Regions from separate parts of the Mus musculus genome. Here regions 1, 3 and 4 are each linked to region 2. A link is a contact called in public Hi-C and HiChIP or PLAC-seq data. All regions are on one chromosome and are shown on one strand. Each heading gives the region's core, a stretch centred on a gene start, on an enhancer-like site or on the middle of the called end of the contact. The rest is flanking DNA. Distances are from core to core; before and after follow the strand shown. Region 1 has its middle 9.2 kb from the start of Gm34471. Region 2 has its middle 15 kb from the start of Gm41070. Region 3 overlaps Gm34471 (a long non-coding RNA gene). Region 4 has its middle 38 kb from the start of Snx18.

Evidence for each region. A called contact is a pair of places that touch in the nucleus more often than the background predicts. HiChIP or PLAC-seq counts read pairs in DNA pulled down with a chosen protein or histone mark.
Region 1: a contact with region 2 is called in a Hi-C map of bone marrow-derived macrophages, with 27 read pairs. The contact joins two enhancer-like sites. A contact is called at or near these places in 1 of 484 Hi-C or Micro-C datasets (bone marrow-derived macrophages), 2 of 115 datasets of contacts at active chromatin or transcription factors (bone marrow-derived dendritic cells and microglia) and 1 of 9 other capture datasets (embryonic stem cells).
Region 3: an H3K27ac HiChIP or PLAC-seq map of microglia shows a contact between it and region 2, with 4 times the contacts expected there. The contact joins two enhancer-like sites. A contact is called at or near these places in 2 of 484 Hi-C or Micro-C datasets (bone marrow-derived macrophages and cerebral cortex) and 2 of 115 datasets of contacts at active chromatin or transcription factors (microglia and neural progenitor cells).
Region 4: a Hi-C map of bone marrow-derived macrophages shows a contact between it and region 2, with 34 read pairs. The contact joins two enhancer-like sites. A contact is called at or near these places in 2 of 484 Hi-C or Micro-C datasets (bone marrow-derived macrophages and nephron progenitors), 5 of 115 datasets of contacts at active chromatin or transcription factors (double positive thymocytes, embryonic basal ganglia, embryonic stem cells and 2 more) and 1 of 9 other capture datasets (embryonic stem cells).

What each region holds. Positions count from the first base shown.
Region 1 is chr13:113,546,613-113,549,362 of GRCm38.p6, forward strand. No RefSeq gene overlaps it. Among named protein-coding and RNA genes, the nearest start is that of Gm34471, 9.2 kb to the left of the region's middle. Within about 2 kb of position 1,474, at least 19 of the 459 cell types and tissues checked have an H3K27ac peak or open chromatin away from gene starts, as enhancers often do. A contact at or near this core is called in bone marrow-derived macrophages, where this site is marked.
Region 2 is chr13:113,377,839-113,380,538 of GRCm38.p6, forward strand. No RefSeq gene overlaps it. Among named protein-coding and RNA genes, the nearest start is that of Gm41070, 15 kb to the left of the region's middle. Within about 2 kb of position 1,338, at least 65 of the 459 cell types and tissues checked have an H3K27ac peak or open chromatin away from gene starts, as enhancers often do. A contact at or near this core is called in bone marrow-derived macrophages, cerebral cortex and microglia, where this site is marked.
Region 3 is chr13:113,513,874-113,516,573 of GRCm38.p6, forward strand. All of the region lies in intron 2 of Gm34471 (a long non-coding RNA gene), which reads right to left. Among named protein-coding and RNA genes, the nearest start is that of Gm34528, 12 kb to the right of the region's middle. Within about 2 kb of position 1,423, at least 71 of the 459 cell types and tissues checked have an H3K27ac peak or open chromatin away from gene starts, as enhancers often do. A contact at or near this core is called in bone marrow-derived macrophages, cerebral cortex and microglia, where this site is marked.
Region 4 is chr13:113,579,225-113,581,981 of GRCm38.p6, forward strand. No RefSeq gene overlaps it. Among named protein-coding and RNA genes, the nearest start is that of Snx18, 38 kb to the right of the region's middle. Within about 2 kb of position 1,322, at least 94 of the 459 cell types and tissues checked have an H3K27ac peak or open chromatin away from gene starts, as enhancers often do. A contact at or near this core is called in bone marrow-derived macrophages, where this site is marked.

The sequences.
Region 1 (2,750 bases), core at 224-2,723, 170 kb after region 2:
CACTGACAAACATAGCTGGGAACTGAACTCAGGTCCTCAGAAACTAGAGGAAGTACTCTTAACCCCTGAACCATCTCTTCAGCCATGCACAGTTCTCTTATGATGTGTTTGTTCCACTGGAATGGGACGTTCATGAGAAGATGCCACATATGCCTTTCCTGCCCCCAAATCCCCAGCACTTACAACAATATCAGGCCCCAAATAAAGACTCAAAAAGTTCTTAGGTGAAGAAATAAAGTAGGTCTTTGAGCATTGTTAATGTTCCTTCATTTTTATATTTTGTTTTCCTTAAATAGATTGTTAATTCCTGGAGGACAAAGGTCCCATTCACCTGTGCAAATCCAGCACTTGGCACATTTGAAGCACTCAGTTCTTCTACTGAAGAAACTCCCCCTCCTTTGTAGCTTGGTTCTTGGACTGAGCTTGGTGCTAACAATGTCCAGTAGGAGAGATAAAGGACTCTGGGTGGTTAGTAATCAAAGGAAAGGGCTTATGAAACCCACAGGACAGTTATAATCCCTCCTGGGCCTGTTTGTCTCTTTTCCTGTTGGTTTTGGGTGTCTAAAATTTTCTAGAATTAACACTGAAAGAAGGCTATCCAGCAGAAAATCTGCTATATTAATTACATCATCTTCCTCTGGGAGTTGAAATATGCTGTCTGGGTTTGAGTGGGGGAAAAATTGAATTTGTACCTTGAGTTCAGATAAATTATAAATTCGAATTTCTCATGTCTACTTAAAATTTCAGATCAGTAGTCCTTGGGTTAGAATGTGATTTTTAAATGATTGCCAAACTGCACTGAATCTAATGGTTGGGATTATATATACCTCATAATAATGTTTCTCACCCTATCTAATACATGATAAATAATATACACATTATTTATTGATTAAACAAAGTAGTAATTGGTGGCTGAGGATGGAGAACAGATAAAACATGCCCAATGGTACCTGACACAGTTTCCATGACTTTTCTCTCTATTAGTTTCCTTTAACAATTTGGGAACCATTCCTTTTAATACTATTTCAGCTAGCAAGGTTTGAAGCAAGGTGAATGAGAGGAATCTCCTAGAATTCTAACATAGGCAAGGACCCAAAGCTGCCAGACCACATGCAGACTGACACCTGTCACTCACTTTTCTAGCAACCCTCACCATCCTCCAGCCTCTACACAGCTCCAGCTGCCACATTCGGCTACCTGTACAATCTCCAAATAGGCAGCCTTTCTTCCTCAATGTTTGATTACAGAACCCAATCTCTCTTAAATTCTACATTTCTTACATTTAGAAGCTTTTAAAGACTTAATCACACCCGGGACTATGCCTTACATGATAACCATCCGTATATAGCAATGATTTATGCAGGGACTTTCCTTGGTTAGGAAATCCTATCTGACCTCTGGGTGTGACAAGGCTGTGTGAGAGTTCTGCCTATCAAAAAGAAACTCTGGTTTTGGAAATTTCGCAAACAGATCAACAGAAAGAATAGAGAATTGTGGGAAATTCAAGACAGGCTTTCAAGCCACATCCCCAAATCATCAAATCCTCGGCTTATGATGTAATTTTTTTTAAAAAGCTTCCAATTTTTCTCAGTCACATGATATTCTTATTTCCTCATGGAGTAGAGCATGTGAATAAGAACTGAGAGAAGAAGTGAGCCAACACAATGTAGAGCAGTGTGGTAGAGGAGGCGACACGAGTGAAGAAGAGTCAAAGGGAGAGAGGGAAACTAACTCAGGAGAAACGTCGACTGACCTCCCTTCTTCCCCAGTCCATGAAGATTGTACCCCAACCCACCACTATCTTTTCACACTACTGCTGGGTACCAGTTGTCCTGGAGCAAAGTTAATTTAATGTGAAAGTCAGGAAAAGTGACCAGAACTCTCCTGTGCAGGCTGGGCTACTCCATGTGCCAGCATCCAAATAGGTTATAGTCTCAGGAATGGGACAGAAACACCTCCTGGGATGTCATAAAGAAATTGATAAAACCATTCTCATGTTTTCTCACAGCTAGAGTCTGGCAACTATTCAGGCCCCAGAGTGCAATGTGAAGAGCATCAGACACAGGATGCCAAAATTCATATGTGTTGAGTGTATGTATAACCAGAGAAGTAAGTAGATAGATGAATGGATGGATGAATGGAAAATGGATAGTCAGAAGTAGATCGGCCAGTGTGGCGATATGCTGGTAACTGTTTAATGTCCAACTCTTCACAATCAAGTCTTGAGTTGCAATGGTTGTCACTGATATCATTTTCATGGTATGCATAGTCCCACCATGGCCTGTTTCAAGCTATTGCTCAATGCAGATACAGCACCTGCTGCAGCACACCCGAGAGACATGGGATGGGTGAGTGAACGTTAGTTACCTTTCTGTTGCTGCCATACAACACCATGACCAAATTTGACTTATGAAAGAAAACATTTATTTTGGCTTACAGTTTAAGAGAAATGAGAGGCCATCATGGCAGGGAGGCCTGGCAGCAAGTGACTGGCACGGCAAAGGGAGCAGGAAGTCGAGAGAGAACCGGACATGGAACAAAGCTACTCTCAAAGCTCACACCCACTGGCACACTTTGGCCAGGAAGGCCACACCTCCTGTTGTGGTTTGACTAGGTATGGCCCCCATAGACTTATGTGTGTGAATGTTTGGCTTGTAGGAATGGCACCATTAAGAGGTGTGACCTTGTTAGAGTATGTGTGGCTTTGTTGGAAAAAGTGTGTCACTATTGGTGAGGGCTTTGAGGTCTTC
Region 2 (2,700 bases), core at 88-2,587:
CCACCGCCACCCTTGTTTCCCCTCTGAATGTTACAGGGCGTTGCCGAGTCCAGTCCATTTGAGGGAGTGGAGTGAGTTTCTATCTCCTGGAAAGGGACATGCATGGTTTTCGAATTCTCCTGAAAAGAATTCCCATCTCCTCTACTTACTATGCAGTCCTTAGTGTAGCACAAGAAAAGGACATTTGTTGACCAAGGAAAAAGTCACAGCTGCTCTTAGAACATGACATAGTGTGTAATAACCATCATGGCCGGGCCTGAAGAGGTATTAGAAACTAAGACAAGAGCCCACGTGTGAGACACATGAGTGGCTATGGTGGGCTGTCCTCCCCTTTGCCAGAGGGCTGGCTTCTGCCACTAGGGTCTTCATTTTGATTTCCTCCTAGCCTGAAATAGCTGCTGCCTCTGGTGGCCTGGGTGTCTCCATCCTATGCTCCATGGTTCTGTATCACTCAGGGCATCACACAACCATGACTGAAGGTCACCCGGCCCAGATTCTCAAGAGACAGAAACTCCTTTTGTCAGCCCGGACTTTTGCTTCATTCTTCTTGGACCAATTGTCTCCTTGTGCCCATCTGTGTGGCCAGAAGTAGGGTGGAAGTACTTCCTCCTTATCAGGATCCTAGGGAGGAGTCAACTCTGAAAGGAGGGAGGACAGCAGGGTGGCGCTACAGAGTGCTCCTCTTGTGACTTCTCCCTGAGATGAGTCTTGTTCCTAAAATAGCAGCAGAAACTGCATTTGTATCAAAGCTTGCACATGGATTCCTTGCTCCACAAGTTCTAGGCCCTTCTTCATTTTCTAGTGTCTTGACATTGCTTTCTCAAACTCGTAGAGCAGGCAGAGTTAGCCATGGGCTTGTGTCCTCCTTTCCTGTCCTACCTGTTGTCCCCAGAGGCTGTCAAGATCTTCCTCAGAGTACGGCTTTAGGGAGGTGGACCGGGTATGTTTCCAAATTGAAGTTTCTAAGTTAGCTTCCTCTTCAAGATTACATTGAGGGACTCTGAGAAGTTCAGAATTCCCTGACCCAGACCTTCATGAGCATGAACATGGCAGCAGGAAACAAGAAAAGTCCAAATTGGGTAGCATAGCTGAGGCACACTGAATAAGAGAGTTGGTAGAGATGGGAGCAGAACTAGGAAAAGTGAGTATGGCTTGGGGTCATGTGGGCTTGCCACAGCAGTGAGAACAAAGAAAGACCAGCTGTCCTGAGCTAAGCTAGATGCTCACGTGCTGGGAGCTGTGATCTTCATAGCTAGAGGCAGCCAACCCCGGTGAGAAGGAGTGGGAGGAATTGAGGAACTGGTGCCTTCATCGTGCCCTCCCTTCTGCTCCCCTCCAAATACTTTCACTGACTGACTCAGTTCAGAAGTCAGGGGGTGGCTTGCTTCTGATCCAGTCCATTGCAAGCAGCCGCCTGGGGAAGGAGCCAGATGGAGAGTGGGCGTTATGGCTCGAGGTGCGTTCAGCAGGTGTCCGGCACAAGTCAGACAGCAGTGTTGTAGCTGAAGGTCAAGCACTCCCTTCTAACTCCAATCACTGTCTTCTTTTTACTTCCTCACAGTGCAGCCTTCTCATACTGTCTTACCCCGAGCAGCTCCAAGACTCCTTGAGTGTCACAGACAGGAGGAACAGATGATGGTTATAGAAACCGTAAGGGGCCCATTTGGGCCTGCCTTTCACATTGTTTAGGAAAGAAAGACTTGACCCCTTTCTCCTGCCTTTCTTGGGTTTTCTCCCAGGTCTAGAAGCCCAGAGTCCATCTCATCCAATACCTTGTGGCCTTGCTTTTCCGTAGTGAGCTTTGGAGAACAGCTCCTGATGGGCACAGGAAGGTCCCCCACAGTTTTTGAGTACATATGCAATGTGGACAAAACCAGTCTCACTTTGCTTTCTGAATGAGGCTCATTTTTCAGAAAAGTGATTTCTTTGAGGCTGCTGTTACCACGGTCAATTGAAAACGAGGAAGCTGTTCTCAGAAATCTCTCCTGAGCCTTGGAATAGAATTGGAAACCACAGTTCTCCTTCAACTAAAACATTCAGGGAGCTGGCAGAGCTAATCAGGAGGGGTGGGAGAGCAATGGTTTGGGTAAGGGGTGGCAAGTCAGGAGCTGGGCCAGGACAGCGGAACAACAAGGTTCATAGTTTAGAAGAAAGGGAATGCTCTGAGGTTTCCATGGAAATAAAGTACATTTCCACCTGAGCTGCTTGGATGGTAAAATAAGCAGAGGGTTAGACAAGCTGGGAGACAAATGAGCACACAGTATGGGGTCCAGGCAGCGATAGGTTAGCAAGGGCAGAGCAAGACTGGACTCTCCTGCCTAAGAGCAAGTCACTGGAAATAGCCATCACCATCTCTGCTTTAAGAAGAGGAGGTAGGAAGTCGCTCAAAGCTATGGGTAAGACCTGGGTGACACACTCTAGGCTTTCAGCCGGAGTATTCTATTAACCATTTAGTCACCAGTGCAGCTTCAGCTCTGAGGATGAGAATATCCAGTATCTCCCAGGGATGGAGAAATAGCTCAGCTGGTAAAGTGCTTGCGGTGCAAGCTAACTATAATCCCCTGAACCTACATAAAACAAAAGCTACCTATGGTGACTCCCGTGTCAATTCCAGCAGTGTGGAGATAGATGGATTTCTGGGGCTTTCTGGCCAGTCAGCCTAGCTCGATTGCTGACTTCTAGGCCAGAGAGAGAGATTGT
Region 3 (2,700 bases), core at 173-2,672, 140 kb after region 2:
GTATTTTCTGTTAATAGCACTAAATCTGCAACTTCTAAACAGAAATAAATAAAATATAGGAGGAAATGATTAATTTGAAAAGAGAGAGAGAATTGCTGAACACCTGCATATCTCTCCACACAAAGTCCAAGCATTGCTTAAACATAATCGCTCAGATCAGGAGGTTAATGCGGGGGTCTCTGACTCACTCTCCATTCACAGGGGTCAGCGTACTGAGAACAAATGCCCTCTCTCTGATTGATAGAAGGGCACTGAATGTGCTGGCTGCAACATTCCTCCACAGACAGGAGCTCACACGTCCTCCTCTGCACCCCTACTATATGTCATGTGCAAGGCAGCCATTGGTGGAACTACTGTTAGGAGAAAGAAGGGGAGGGTGAAACTTGGATCCCCAGGCCATTAAGAGCTGTCATATTTCTACTGCACTAGGGTTCCATATCACTACCCCCAATTACCCTCCAGTTTCAGATGTCTCTCTCCATACTCTCTTCCTCTATCCTTCCCCCTACCCATGCCCACCAGCCCCAAGTCTACCCAAGAATATGTCCTAGTTCCCCTTCCTAGAGAGATTCACGAGTCCCCCTTAGAACCTCCATTGTTACTTAGCCTTTCTGGTATCTTGGGAGGCTCAGAGAGACTGAAGCAGCCATCATGGAGCCTGAACGGGTCTGCCCCAGGTCCTCTGCATACATGTTAAGTTTGTTAGCTTGGGTTTTTGTGGGACTTCTAACAGAGGGAATGGGGGTGTCTCTGACTCTTCTGCCTGCTCTTGGCACCCTTTTCCTCCTACTTGGCTGCCTTGCCCAGCCTTGATGTGGGGGTTTGCTCCTAGGCTTATTGTATTTTGTTATGTCATGTTCAGCTGATATCCCTGGGAGGCCTGCTCTTTTCTGAAGAGGAACGGAGGAGCTGATCTGGGGGGAGAAGGGAGGAAGGGAGGACTGTGAGGATCGGAGGGAGGGAAAACTGAGGTTCACATGTGTTGAAAAAAATGAAAGAAAAGAAAGAAAAAAATAGCTACACTGTCTCGTTGCTGCCTCAAAACTGTTAGACCTAACACTGGGTATTTACAAGGTAACTACTTAATAAACAAAAGTGTAAATTCACAGTAGTTCCGAGAACTGTACTGTTAAATATAATGAGTGTATTCGTTGAAGGCATAGTTTATAAACAAGCTGTGTGTCGGAACGTTCACAGCAGATGAGGCAAGCTCTGGCTCAGTGAATCAAGTCAGCAACTCCAGCCGATTGATGGATCGATGAAGCACTGATCTTGAGACCCCCCCCCCCCCTTAAAGGCATCTGGGGCAGAGGCTCCTCAGCCTTTTACAATTCTTCCAACCACCAGTCCCTGCCTGCAGGAGGAAGTAGCAAGCACAGTGTGGAGGCCTCACAGCAGGAGGCTGACTGGAAACAAGATGTGGTCTTGTTCTGTGTTTAGATTTCTGCTCCTGCTCAGGAAGGGCACTTCCTCTCGCTTTGGTTAGAGCCAAGTATCACATTCTGGATGGTGAGAATTGTGATCATCTCGGCACAGGAAAATGTGAACTGAAGAGCTTTTGGGACACGCATCTTAGCTGCAGGCAGGGACTGGGGACTGTGTTTGCTACAACGTTTTCTGCTGCGAGACCCAGTGGGAGTTGGAAACCTTTTTTGATTTCTGTGCGGTATGTTGTATTTGGCAAGACCCTCCCGTTAGGGCTGTTTGGGTGTTGAATAACTTTTTATGGTCTTTAGAAGAGAGTAAAATACTTAAAAGCTTCAAGCCTCTCCTTCTCCCCCTCCCTCCTCCACCCCCACCCCCCACTGTGGTTATCTCAGGACAAGAAGCAGCAGTGGGCACTGGCTGAGAATTGACAGAGCACAGGTTTGAAGCAAACATAGCCTTCGTCTGTTTCACTTCTATAAGGGTATTCACCAGCAGACTGTCTTCATCTATTGTAAAGAAGGAAAAAGTTAGTTCCTAGAAGAATATTGTACATTTCAAAAGAGCATCCAGGATGGGGAATAGAGATGAAGATCAAAGATGGAAGAGGTCCATACTCACATCCTCACACTCCAACAAGGAGCCAAGAATTTGAGGTTACATAGTAAGTTTGAGGCCAACCTGCAGTACCTAAGACCCTGTCTTAAACAGCTATAAAAACAACAAAAGACTATTAAAGTCATATCTCTTATAGAGAGTATCAAAATTTTGGCTTCTGTTTAAAACAATTTTTCTGTGCCCAACACTAGCAGAAACTAACACACACACAAACAAAACAAACAAACAAACAAACAAAAAACCCCAACTCCCAGTGTTTCAACATGCGCAGTTTGTTTATTCTCTCCTACATCTTAATTTGGCATTTTTGTTCAAGTACCAAATCCAGTAAGTGTTATTTAAATAGAAAGAGAAAAAAAAACACTAATAACTGCCAGAAAACCATTTCCCAGCCAGCTAGCCAAACCACAAGCATCCAAAGATATGATTTCATTTTTAATCACATAATGAGCCAAAGAATATCAAGTAGAAACATAAAAGAGAGAAAAAATTCATTTATCCTAAACCTCTGTCAAAGATTTCCAATATTGGGTTATTTGATGATAGTTGCTGATCAAGGATGGCATCAGAGCCTGCATAAGGTGCTAGCATCAATGAATGCTAGAACTGAGCATGCGCAATGACCACTCGAACTGAGCATGCGTAATGAACACTTGC
Region 4 (2,757 bases), core at 72-2,571, 200 kb after region 2:
GTTCTTAGTACGCAACAGCAGAGAGCGACATGCTCCCCTCCTCTAGGGTGAGGACTGAACGAGATTTGAAAACCGTTAGTACATCTATAAAGTGAACATCGATGACATTCTGTTGCATTAAAGAGCACTCCGTCAAGACTTGACAATAAGATGACACCCCAAAACCTCTGGGGCACAAAAGGAAACATTTGTGATAATTAACGGGGTGGTGACTATCAGTCTTCAGTGAGTTTTGTCAGTCAGCTTGACTCTGGAGTGGTGTCACCTAAACACGATATTCGTAAAGATTATTAGTAACTACCTCAGCCCTCTCTCCATGATGGCCACAGTTTACAGCTTGCTCCTCTCAGTCTTGTGAATTTCCCTCAAGGAATCTGACAGTTCCTTAATCAATATCCAGTTTCCTTCTGGAATGGGCAGCTGCTGGATTCTGGTGGCAAAGTGGGAATAAAGTGGGAATACAGTGGGAACACCACCGTTTTCATTGTTCCTTCCTGTACAGGGTGATCAGCTTCAGAGTGTCGCATAGTGACAGAGTTTATAATGACCACGGCCCTTTTCAACCCATTGTAAAACTTCTATACTGTCTGTTAGGCCTTGTTTAAGTCAGCAAATTTGTGGATCAGAAATACATCCCTCAGCAAATGGCAATAGTGCCGACTGGATTTCAGCAGCGTTTGTTTTACCAAACTATTGTTTGGGGTTTTTTTGTTTTGTTTTGTTTTTTAGGTTTTTTTTTTTTTTTTTTTTTTTTTTTGTTCCTCCCCCAGAGAGAAGAAAGCCAACCAAACTCATGACCTTTCAGGGTCATAAGCATAAACCTCAATAGGAAGTTATTGTACTTCCATTCTCAGCGTAAAGGATGTAAGGCCATTAATTTAGTGAGCACTGGAGATAAGAATCAAGCAGGAAATGACTTCTTATATGATGTCATCCAGGCCCCTGGAGGAGGAGAAGCAGGTGGGGCATGTCCTTTGTGTGATCTCTCACAGATCCGCCCTAGCCTTCCGAGCAGAAGAGCCGATAGTGTAGATAGTATAATTACAAATCACCTTGATACCAGTTGCCCTATTGTGTCACTGTCGTTCTTAAAGGACTAACACTGCCAGCAAGAAGGGCAGGGAGAAAGGGAAGAAAGAGAGGAGGAAGGAAGAACTCTTCTTAGTAACATAGACTTGTAGATGCTGGATATTTCCAAGGCTTTTATATTCTGAGTTAATATGCTTGTGGTGGTTTGTGGTTGTATGGGAGGGGGAAGTCTTTTTGTGTTTTGGTCGGGTTTTTGTCGTTTTGAAACAGGTCTTACAATATAGCCCAGACTGGATTGAAAGCCACAGTCCCCCATCCTCCTACCTCAGCCTCGTGACTACTGAGGTCAGACACGTGTGAATTACTGTGCCCCACTCTGGGAATCATCTTTTTATTATTGTTGTTCTTAAGACAAGGTCCATTAATCCCAGGCTGGACTCAAACTCACTGTGTAGCCAAGAGTGTCCTTGGACTCCTGACCCTCCCTCCGATCTCTTACCTCTTACGTACCTGGGTTACAGGCTCCCACCAACAGGACCAGCTCGATTTTAATATGGCTCTTTCTGGCTTAGAGAGTATGAAGGGTGATACTCCGTGTAAATCAGTTGGGCGCCTTTAGTTATTAAGCACGAGAACACAGGAGAAAAATAAAATGGGTTCAAATTCTAGTTTATGGCTGGACAGTTATGGAGCCTTCTTCATCTGCCAAATAGACTAGTTAATATCTAACTGGAAAGGTTTGGGTAAGTACTACCCAGGCAAGGAACAGATGGGTCGTCACTCAAGAACTTGCAGTAACTTCCTCCCAGGACTGCTTAGAAAAGAGCATTTTGACGGGTTTTTAAAGGTGGTATAGGGCTGGAGAGATGGCTCAGTGGTTAATAGCACTGGTTAATAGCACTGGCTGCTCTTCCAGAGGTCCTGAGTTCAAATCCCAGCAACCACATGGTGGCTCACAATCATCCATAATGAGATCTGATGCCCTCTTCTGGTGTGTCTGAAAACAGCTACCGTGTACTTACATGTAATAAAGAAATCTTTAAGAGAAAAATAAAAGGCGGTATTCACGACAATTTTACTTTCTCAGTCCTCGTTGAGTCTGTAGCTAAGTAACATTAAGCGAGTTAACACTGCTTTGCTGCTTGCAAAATTAAAACCCTAAAGATCTCTGCCCATCCACCATTTGTTCCTATTCTTCTGTCGTCTACCCCGGCAACTATGATCTTACTTTCTGTGCCTATGGATTTGACAGTTCCAGGCACCTTATGCTACCTGCTGAAACGGTGTGATTGGCTTATTTCAGATAGTCTATTGTTGAGATTACCCTTTGAAAATTGATAAACATTTGTTCTCAAGCGAAAGCTTGGGTCACTATGCTTTCTATTGCATAATTGTCTGGCTATTTACCTAAAAGCAGACATGTCCAGAATAGAGGTGTCCAAAATAGAAATGCCCAGAATAAAGGTGGTCCATTGTAATAGGACAGTACACAGTTGCAACGGATGGATTTTATTCAAATATAATCATCAACTGTCAATTATTTGCTGTGTACTGGCATTTGTATCTTAGCCCCTTTAATGATTTGTAAGTTCCTAGAAATTGAAGAATGTCTGGTATTTATAAGTTGTATGTTAAAAATGAATGCACAAGTCAATAAATCAATGGATTCAAATCCTAGGATGTATTCTTAGCTAAACAAATTATCATAAGTATTCCCTAATCCTTGAT